Linked DNA regions of Pan troglodytes: region 1 is linked to region 2. Evidence: chromatin contacts called from public Hi-C data. All regions are on one chromosome and are shown on one strand. Each heading gives the region's core, a stretch centred on a gene start, on an enhancer-like site or on the middle of the called end of the contact. The rest is flanking DNA. Distances are from core to core; before and after follow the strand shown.

Evidence for each region. Hi-C and Micro-C count contacts between places; a contact is called where the count stands out from the background.
Region 1: a contact with region 2 is called in a Hi-C map of stem cell-derived neural progenitor cells, with 5 times the contacts expected there. The contact joins the enhancer-like site here to the promoter of NR2F1 in region 2. A contact is called at or near these places in 1 of 7 Hi-C or Micro-C datasets (stem cell-derived neural progenitor cells) and 1 of 1 datasets of contacts at active chromatin or transcription factors (stem cell-derived excitatory neurons).

What each region holds. Positions count from the first base shown.
Region 1 is chr4:23,155,084-23,159,390 of NHGRI_mPanTro3-v2.0_pri, forward strand. All of the region lies in intron 1 of LOC104006368 (a long non-coding RNA gene), which reads right to left. Among named protein-coding and RNA genes, the nearest start is that of NR2F1, 600 kb to the left of the region's middle. Within about 2 kb of position 1,683, at least 6 of the 24 cell types and tissues checked have an H3K27ac peak or open chromatin away from gene starts, as enhancers often do. A contact at or near this core is called in stem cell-derived neural progenitor cells, where this site is marked.
Region 2 is chr4:22,550,366-22,555,037 of NHGRI_mPanTro3-v2.0_pri, forward strand. It overlaps NR2F1 (nuclear receptor subfamily 2 group F member 1), which reads right to left and starts at 2,611. Exons shown (of 3, transcript XM_517657.9): 1 at 355-2,611. The coding sequence starts at 817.

The sequences.
Region 1 (4,307 bases), core at 433-2,932, 600 kb after region 2:
GGTTTCCTTTTCTCACTAAATGCATGCCCGCATGGTGGAAAAGGTCTCTGAAATGGAATGCATCCTGGCCTTTAGGCCTGGGGATACATTATTTCAAGCATATCAGGCTGCTTGGTCTAGTGCCTTTTACATGGGAAATGTCTAAAGACCTTGTTCTCTCACAAAGATTTTAATAAAAATCCAAATAAAATTGATTCTATGTTTGGCTTTGTTTTGATTTGGGGGATAGAAACTTTGATATGTTTATTCATTTATATTGTTTTAGCTCCCATAACTAACTACAAGGAAGAGGAAGGGACCACAGATAGTTTGTTTACATGAATCATGGCTTTTAAAAATCATGTGCCACATTCCTTTTTTATTAAAATAAATGTATTATAAATCTATTAGGAACTATGTGTATGATCTACCAATTATTAAAAATAATATAAAATAAAAGTAATCTTCTCTTGCAAACATTTAAAGTGTCATAATTTCACAAGACTAATGAGTATAACAATAGTGTTCTGTAAATCAGATAAACACCACGTTTCAATTTCATTATCTTTCCTAAATCCCCGTTTTTTTTTCCTTCCTTAATTTGTGAATAAAGTCATATATCATGCCTTAAACTTCCAAGGTAAACTTGTTGGTTAATTACTTAAACTGTGATATCAGATTAAAGGTGATTTGCCTGGTTTGGGAACGTCATTTGGTGATGTTCTGATTAATGCACTACCATGAGCAAAGGTGACAGATTAACTATAGCATGAACAGTAACACACTAATTCCTCACTGAAACTCTCAACAGTTGAGTCACATGCAGATTCAATTGTTTTACATGTTTCGCAATCTTTTTTCCCTAATGGAACAATAAACATTAACTCATTACTCTGAAAGCACCTTAAGAAAATCTGGCTGACATACATTACTCTCTATTAAAATTTTTTTCTCGATTACAATGCCAATTTTCCTTTCTGCAGCACGATAGAGTTGTATTTTATTTTAAAAGAAACATGAGTAAACTTCCCCACAAATATTTCAGATTTGTTATGGGCCACTAAAACGTCAGATCTCTGATAGTTCTGTCAATTCATTCTTTTTCAAGATGATATATGAAACATACTGGAGAGTGGGGTATGTTATAATCTGGAATTTAGTACTTGAACAGAGACTTTTTTAAGGCACTAAGATTACTTAAAAAAAAAAGGCACAGTGCCTTTTTGTTCCAAATGTGTTTTCCAACACCAAACATTCCTAGAAATACTTAAATCATAATCTCAATGTCCTTGCATTTACAACCATGATACTTTTAATGTGGAAGTTCATGCTACATTTTTCCATTTTTCAGTTTTACTGAAAACACAGAAGAGATCAGTGGAAACTCTCTGCAGGCTTTTTAGAGGCAAAGCTGAAGTCCAGGATAACTTTGGTGGAAGGCCTTTGCTGTCCAAACCCCTTGTGAAGGAACCTTCTGTCCTGTAGTGGGATTGCAGCTTCTTGGAAAGGGGAGCCATTTATCACAGTCCTAAATGAAAGCATTCTTTAAACACAAATGTCTTTTTTTCCCTTTGTCTAATTACTGAGAGGAAAAGTGAGAAGGAAATGTCAAAACAGAGAAACAGTGGTGTATAGAGAGAGCAGCCACTCTGGAGCTCAACCAGCTTTTGTGAGGGTCTGGGCGATTTGTCAAATGGTTGTGGCATAAGTCAAGCTCTGAGGTTGAAAGGTCTTGACCTAAGGAGTCCTGGAATCAGACAGTGTAAGCAAGGGGTCTGCTAGAATTTTCAGCTGTTGTGGAGATGAACAATGATGGGAGCTGGACATAACAAAACCTCATTTGCATAATTCAGGTAAGTAATTTTATTGAAACTGACAAGGATGTGACAGGCTAAGAAAGAGAAGTGAACACACTCTTGCTGGGAACCACTAAAGCTCCTCAGTTAGGTATGTGAAAATAAATGACAGCTAATCTCTTCACTAAGAAATCTGTAAACAATGCCATTTTACCCAGCACTCACCCATGACCTTTTGTAGAGCTGGTTATAGATTCCTTAGTCCAGTCTTCCAGAATATAGCAGATGGAATGGGCTAAATTCAAATTATGTTTTAGGCTTTACATTATAGTAATTATTTACCTGAATAGGAGTTCCCTCCAAAGCAGGTCTACATTGAGAAAGAAAGAATAGAAACTTTTTAAAGTGGGTGGTGATCAAATATTTGAGATCGATGCTATATAAAATAATATTTTTACTTAAGAATTGATATTTTGGGGGGGACAATTTTAACTTGAGTAGCTTGTACAAAGAATGAATAAAGGTGAAATGCTTTCAGAGTTTCAGTTTACTGATGTGTATTACAGATTTTACTAATCTTTACCAGTTGATTTTTTTCAGCTGTTTTTTCCTTTCTATGGTAAAAGGTGTGGATTTAAGCAAGCCATGAATTTAATATTGATCCATATTATTTAACAATTAAAATATTTAATGCCTAATAAATACTGTCATTGAATTTTGATAAAATCTTGTAACATCAACAAGATCTACAAATTAGATTTTATGTAGCCAGGATATACCTATCCATAAAAAAGTATCACAAATGATAAGGTTATCAGTAAAAGGGTTTCCTTGTTTTAGATAAGAGAAACTAAATTCTTAAAAGCACTTTCCATGTTTTTTATATTTGGCTTTGCTTTTGTGTGTGGATTGCCAGGAGATAGCTACATATCTTTTGTAATCCAGGCTGCTTACCAGTCATTGGTGACTTTTATAGGCAAGGGCAGTAATGGATGGAAATAGTAATCAGGCTAGGGAAGAATGCTACTCTAACCTCGTTTTACAGAGGAGAACCATGTCTGCAATGCCCTTCAAACAAGCGAAAAATATGAAACCCACTTAGTCAGATGTGAGGTGCAAAATCTCCAAGTCTTTTTGGTGGCAAATATACAGGCAGTCCTTCTGCAGTGTATGGAACACATGTACAGTTTGACCAAAATGTGGATCATTTCATTGAATGGAAAGCAGAGAGTTCTGGCTAGATCAAATGTGGATCTCAGTATTATAAGCAGGCTAATGCATAATTCATGAGGCTTAATGAATATTCCAATTCATGACAGCCAACTGGCTCCATAGGTCACACCTCCCAGTCTCATATAAATAAAGAATGAGATACTGGAAAGCATACCAGCTGAACCAAACTGAGTGCCAAAAACATGCATATTAATGAGGCACTATAATAGATACTTGACTCTTTGGAAGTGCCTATATTGGTTTCCAGCTACAGAGGGAAAGAAAGTTCACAATGTACCTTTAAACACACCATACTGTGCACCATAAAATACAGCTCTTTCTATGAAATATGGAATCAAATTATACTGATGTGATTTCAGATTCAGTCATTAACTCCATAACATCCTCTGACACTCCATCAACATTGAAACATTCTGGAAAGATCCCCACCCCCTGCTCCCATGTGCCTTTGCAAGTCTCAACTTGGTAACTAGGGAGAGGAAGTCCTTCAACAGTGCCGTTCTTTTATGTGTTCTGTTTAGACCTTGGATCAGGATGAATGGTAGCTCAGATGAATGCATTTGTGCCATTTTTCTTGGCCCCAGACTATGTTTCCTCACTACCATGACATCTGAACAGAAGGAGAAAACATCTCCCTTTTGTAGCAGGCTAATTTAATTTGTACCTTCCACCTAGGGGTAAATATGTTTGTCTGTCTGTCTGAGCTTTTTGCCCACTTTCTTTTCTCACGGGAAACCCTTCTGAGTAGAAAGCAGGAAATTGCTTACTGCTCTAACTTTATTTTAAAGTAATTTAATTTTAAGCCTTCTCACATCCACCCTAAAGTGAAGCAACTGTTGGAACCCCCTCGGGATACCCTTAATGACTTCTGCATGTCTCCTGTGTCACAGATGTCAAAGGCTTGTTGTTTCCAAGGTGTTTTATCTTTGGTATAGATGGTTTAAAAGACACTGCTTTGGGCTGTTTTACCCGCAGAAGATGTGCATTCGTTTTAAAATAATGAAGAAAAAAAATCTTGCAGCTTTTACTTTGACCCACATCCTTTCAAATCCACATTTCAAGTCATTGATCTTTACTAGATTTTTAGTTGATCTTGGGCATTATTTGTGGCTTGACCTTGTTTGATTTGGAGAGTTTGTCAAAGATCTAAATAAGCAACCAACAAACACATCTTTCCCTAAGTAAAATAGCAGGAAAAATGTCTAAGTATTTGATGTAAGTATTGTTACTATGTCTTAAGGTATACAAGATATGGTGAACCTTAAATTAAAATTATGACTAGTAGCAAAATAATCTACT
Region 2 (4,672 bases), core at 1,361-3,860:
AGCAGCCTCACGCACACGCGGGAAAGAGACACACACCGAGCACATCCAAGACAGAGGGAAGAAGGGGATTTTAAGCCACAGCTCACGATCTCAGGGACACAATCCTGAGCAGGCAGCGGGCGGGGTGGGGGAGCCGGGGAGATGAGCGCAGGCCGGGAGGGGGAGGCAGCGGCAGCGAGCTGGGGAGGGCGGGGGGAGACGCCGGGGGAGGAAGGCAGCCGGGAGAAGGAAAGCTGGGACGGGCCGGGACCACAGGAGCCCCAGCCCCACACAGCAACCACCCGGGCGAGAAAGAAAGAAAGAGCCAGGGAGGCGGGCGAAGCGCGGGGAGAGAAGCAGAGAAGAAATATTCACCTTCCCGCCTCATGCCCACTTTGAGGCACTTCTTGAGGCGGCAGTATTGGCACTGGTTGCGGTGGTGCTGGTCGATGGGACAGTTCCTGTTGGCACGGCATGTGTAAGTTAAGTTCCTGCGGACGCTCCTCTTGAAGAAACTTTTGCAGCCCTCGCAGGTGAATTGGCCGTAGTGCTTGCCGCTCGACTTGTCCCCGCACACCACGCACTCGATGTGCTGCTGGCTCTGGCCCGAACCGGGCGGGCCCTGGCCCTTGTCCCCCGCCGTGCCGGGGGTGGCGGGCGCTCCGGGCTGGCCCGGGGTCTGCGGCGTGTGCGGCGCGCCCGAGCCCGCCTGCTGCTGCTGCTCGCCGGCGCCGCCGCCGCCGCCGCGGGCCGCCTGCGCTGCGGGGTTGGGGCCGCCGGGGTTGCCCCCGGCCACGTCGTCCTGCGGATCTCGCCAGCTGCTAACTACCATTGCCATATCTTTGGGCCCGGGGAGCGCTGGGGGGAGCCGAGCTGCTCGCCGAGGGCCGCGGGGCGCGCGGGCGCGCTGGGAGGGGAAGGGGAAGGGGAAGGGGGGAGGGGGAGGGGGCGGGGGGCCCGCCGGGCGCCCCGGGGTCGCAGGAGCCGAGCCCGAGCCGGACACCGGCCGCTGCCTCCGCCGCCGCCGCCGCTGCCGCCGCTACTGCCTCGGCCGCCCCGCTGCTGCTGCGCGCCCGCCCGCCCTGCTGGCGTTTTGTTGTGGTTCCTGCTGTTTTCTTTCTCTCTTTTTGCAGCCCCCCCAGGCTCTCAGGCTCCCCCCCCCAACACCCCTGCTCCCCTCGCCCGCTCCCCCCGCGCTCCGTTCCTGGGGGGGCCGCGCTCTCCTTCCCCCCTCCCCACCCCCCGGCGAGCAAGCTCCCTTCTCTCGCTTTTTTCTTCTTCCCCAAGTTGCAAAATCAGAAATGGCACAGGCGGCAGCCGGGAGCGGCGCGGGGCGCAGCGCCGGGGGCGGCGGGCATGGGCCACGGCGCGCGCACACACTCGCCCTCCGCCTCGCCCGCACCCCCGCGCACACACACACTCGCACACACAGTCGCTCACCCGCGCCGGGCGCCCGCCCGCCGGCCGCTCGGGCTACGCGCAGCGCGCGGGCTGAGCCGACATAGAGGAAGCCGGCGAGGGCGGAGGCGGCGGCGGCGGCGGCGGAGGAGGAGGTCGCGGCTGCAGGCGCCGCTGGAGCTGCCGCCGGAGCTGCTGCGGCGAGCGCCGCTGGAGGAGCCGCGGCCCGGGCCGGAGTCCGAGCAGGAGTCGGGGCCGCAGCCGGAGCGCGAGCGGAGGCCGGGGCCGCCCGCGGCGCCGCCGCTGTCCCGGCGGGAGCCCTCGCCGGGCTCGGGAGTGCGGGGAGCGCGGTGAGCCGAGCAGGGCGCTGGGCGAGGCTGCCGGCGGCGATCAGGGCGCGCGGGTGTCGGGGGGCCAGGTCCAGGGCCGGACGCAGCCAGCCATTCAGGAAGGCAGCGCTGGAGAGCGGGAGGCAGCCGGCGAGGAAGATCACACACTTTGCTCTTTTTGTTGTGCCGGTGGCGCCGGGCTCTCGCTGCCTTCTTCTTTCGGGAGGTGACGGAAGGGGGAGAAAAATACGGGATAATTCACGCCGGCGACGAAATCACAGCGAAATAGAAAAAATAAAAATCAGAAGAAAATAATTGCCAAAAAAAAGGAAAAAGGAAAAGCGAGAGAGACATCCAAAGTAGGTCGAATAAATAATCCTCTTCTTTTCCTCTTTCTTGCTCCTTCTTCTGCTTCTTCTGCTATAACACACAGAGCTAGTTAAAAAAACCCTGGAGATCGCCCAAAAATGTTCTTTTTTTAGTATTTTAAATAAGTGCTCTTCAGCCGGCAACCAACACCCTCCCTCCAAAAAAAATCATATATGTATAAAATAACGATAAGAAGAATACGAAGGGGGTGCCTCCTCCTCCTCCTCCTCCTTTTTTTTTCTTTAAGTTTAGCCCTCTCTCTTCTTCAGGAATGGAGTAAAAGAGACAAGGAGGAGGGAGAAAAAGGAGAGAAAGGAGAAGAAGAAGGGGAAAACAACTAGTAGAATATGTAAGAAAAGAGAAAGAGAAGAGAGGTTCAGAGAAGAGAGGAGAGAGAGAGGAGAGGAGGGAGAGAGGGGGGAGAAAGGAGAGAGAGAGAGGAGAGAGAGAGAGAGAAGAGAAGAGAAGAAGAGAGAGAGAGAGAGACCCAAAAATTGAATGCGTTTAAACGGGAGGACTCGCAGAGCAATGTTTCCGAAAGGGGGATCTGCGCGAATGTCTGTATATAGTGAACTTTGACACTACTATTGAAACTGACACGTTTCTATGGAGATCGCTGCCTTATATGGAGCTCGTGTCAAGGAGCCAAGAGAAGGGCTGCTGGCAACTGATAATCAAAGGCGACTGACTGGTCAGAGCCCTGAATCGGGGGGAGAGAAAATGGGAGGCTAAGGTTAGCCAAGCCTCCTGCACGCCATTGGTTGGAGAGCCCCTCCCCCCTCCTCTTTTGCTTTCTTTCTCCCCCCCCCCCTTAGCTACCTACAGACTGGGATGGTGTGGGGAGGAGGAGAGAAAGTGAGGGAGGGGGGTGTGTTTCTGACAAGCGCAATTTACATTGAGATCGCCCTGCGCTGCTATTTACTCTGAGACCTGATTAGTATGGGTCGTCTATGGTCACACACATACACATACACACACACACACACACTTACGCTCACACCCCAGAGGGGGAAGGGATGACGAGGGGGAGAACGCCTAGCGATGGGCAAAAGGAGAATTAGAGGGAAATTATTTTGATTTCTTCTGAAAAGTTTTTAAAATTAGATTTTATGAGCGTGAAGAGAGTGTCATTGAAAATGTTTGGAAAAATTTTTAATGGGAATGAAACCCCCACCATTTTAATGATTTGTGAAATATACTGGATTTGGATTGTTTTCTTCTCTCACATATAAGCACAATCCAAGTCTGGATTCTGCTCATTTTATATCCTTTTTAGAAACAAGTAGAAACAGGGTAGGATCTCCCTATTTTTTGATCCAAAGTATACCTTGGTTTAAAAGGTTTAATGATGACAAAGCACACTCCTGGAATTTGCAGCTATTGCCACAAATTCGATCGGAATCAGGGGTTCCTATTTATCCCAAAGATGATTTTAAAAATAAACTTTCCAATCAATCCAATTTTTCCTTCTTTTTTTTTTTTTAATCACCTGGCTGTTCCAAACTCCAACAATGCTTCAATAATTATTAATAAAACAGTAGTAAGTCCCCATATTGTTGCAGGGTGGGGGGAGATTAGTGTGGCCAAGTCAGTCCCGGGAAAAGAGCAAACAAACGAGAAGATGGAGAGAGGGGGAGGCGGAGAGGGAGAGAGAAAAGGGGGAGGGGGAGAGAGAGAGAGGAGAGGAAAGGAAAGAGAGGAGAGAGGAGAGAGAGCGCGCGAGATATTGAGAGAGAGAAGAGAGAGGGGAGAGAGAGAGCGCGAGATATTGAGAGAGAGACAGAAGAGAGGAGAGAGAGAGAGACCCAGAGAGAGAGAGAGAGAGAGAGACCCAGAGAGAGAGAGAGAGACCCAGAGAGAGAGAGAGAGGAGGAGGAGAGAGAGAGAGAGAGAGAGACCCAGAGAGAGAGAGAGAGACCCAGAGAGAGAGAGAGAGGAGGAGGAGAGAGAGAGAGAGAGAGAGAGGAGAGAGAGGAGAGAGAGAGAGAGAGAGAGAGAGAGAGAGAGAGAGAGAGAGAGAGAGAGAGACCGAGACCCCGATTCCTGAATCCTGAAGGTGATTGGTCGCGGGAGGAGGGGCAGGCGGGAGGAGCGGGTCCCGCGGCGGGGCTTGCAGGAATCGCTGGCTCCGGCTGCCACCTAGCGGACGGGAGCCGCTCCCGGGCGGCACACAGCCGAGTCCCTCCTCCCCTCCCCGCAGGCAGCCTGTGCCTTTTCTCCAAACGAAGACAGCACTTTGAAAATTCTTTCAATGGATTTTTTTTTCCTTGAAAGATCGTACTGGGGGAAAATGATACTTCTATTAGTTACATATTCTCCAATCGCATACTCGCACCCCCCTCGTTTTGAGATCGCTCCCCTAGGCAGGCTCAGGCGGGCGCGGAGCGGCGCGGAGTGACAAAGCCGCCGCTGCCGCCGCCGGGGGTGGGAGCCGCGCTCGCCCGCCCGCCCCTCGACTCGCGAGGGCGTAAAAGTTTGTCTCAGCTCGAGCATTCCTAGCGCCAACACGCCCTCAGGTAAAGGTGGAAGTAAATGGCCACGCTGTATTGACAGAGGTAGGGTTTGTTTTTTAATACTCGTTCTCACTTTAAGTCTCA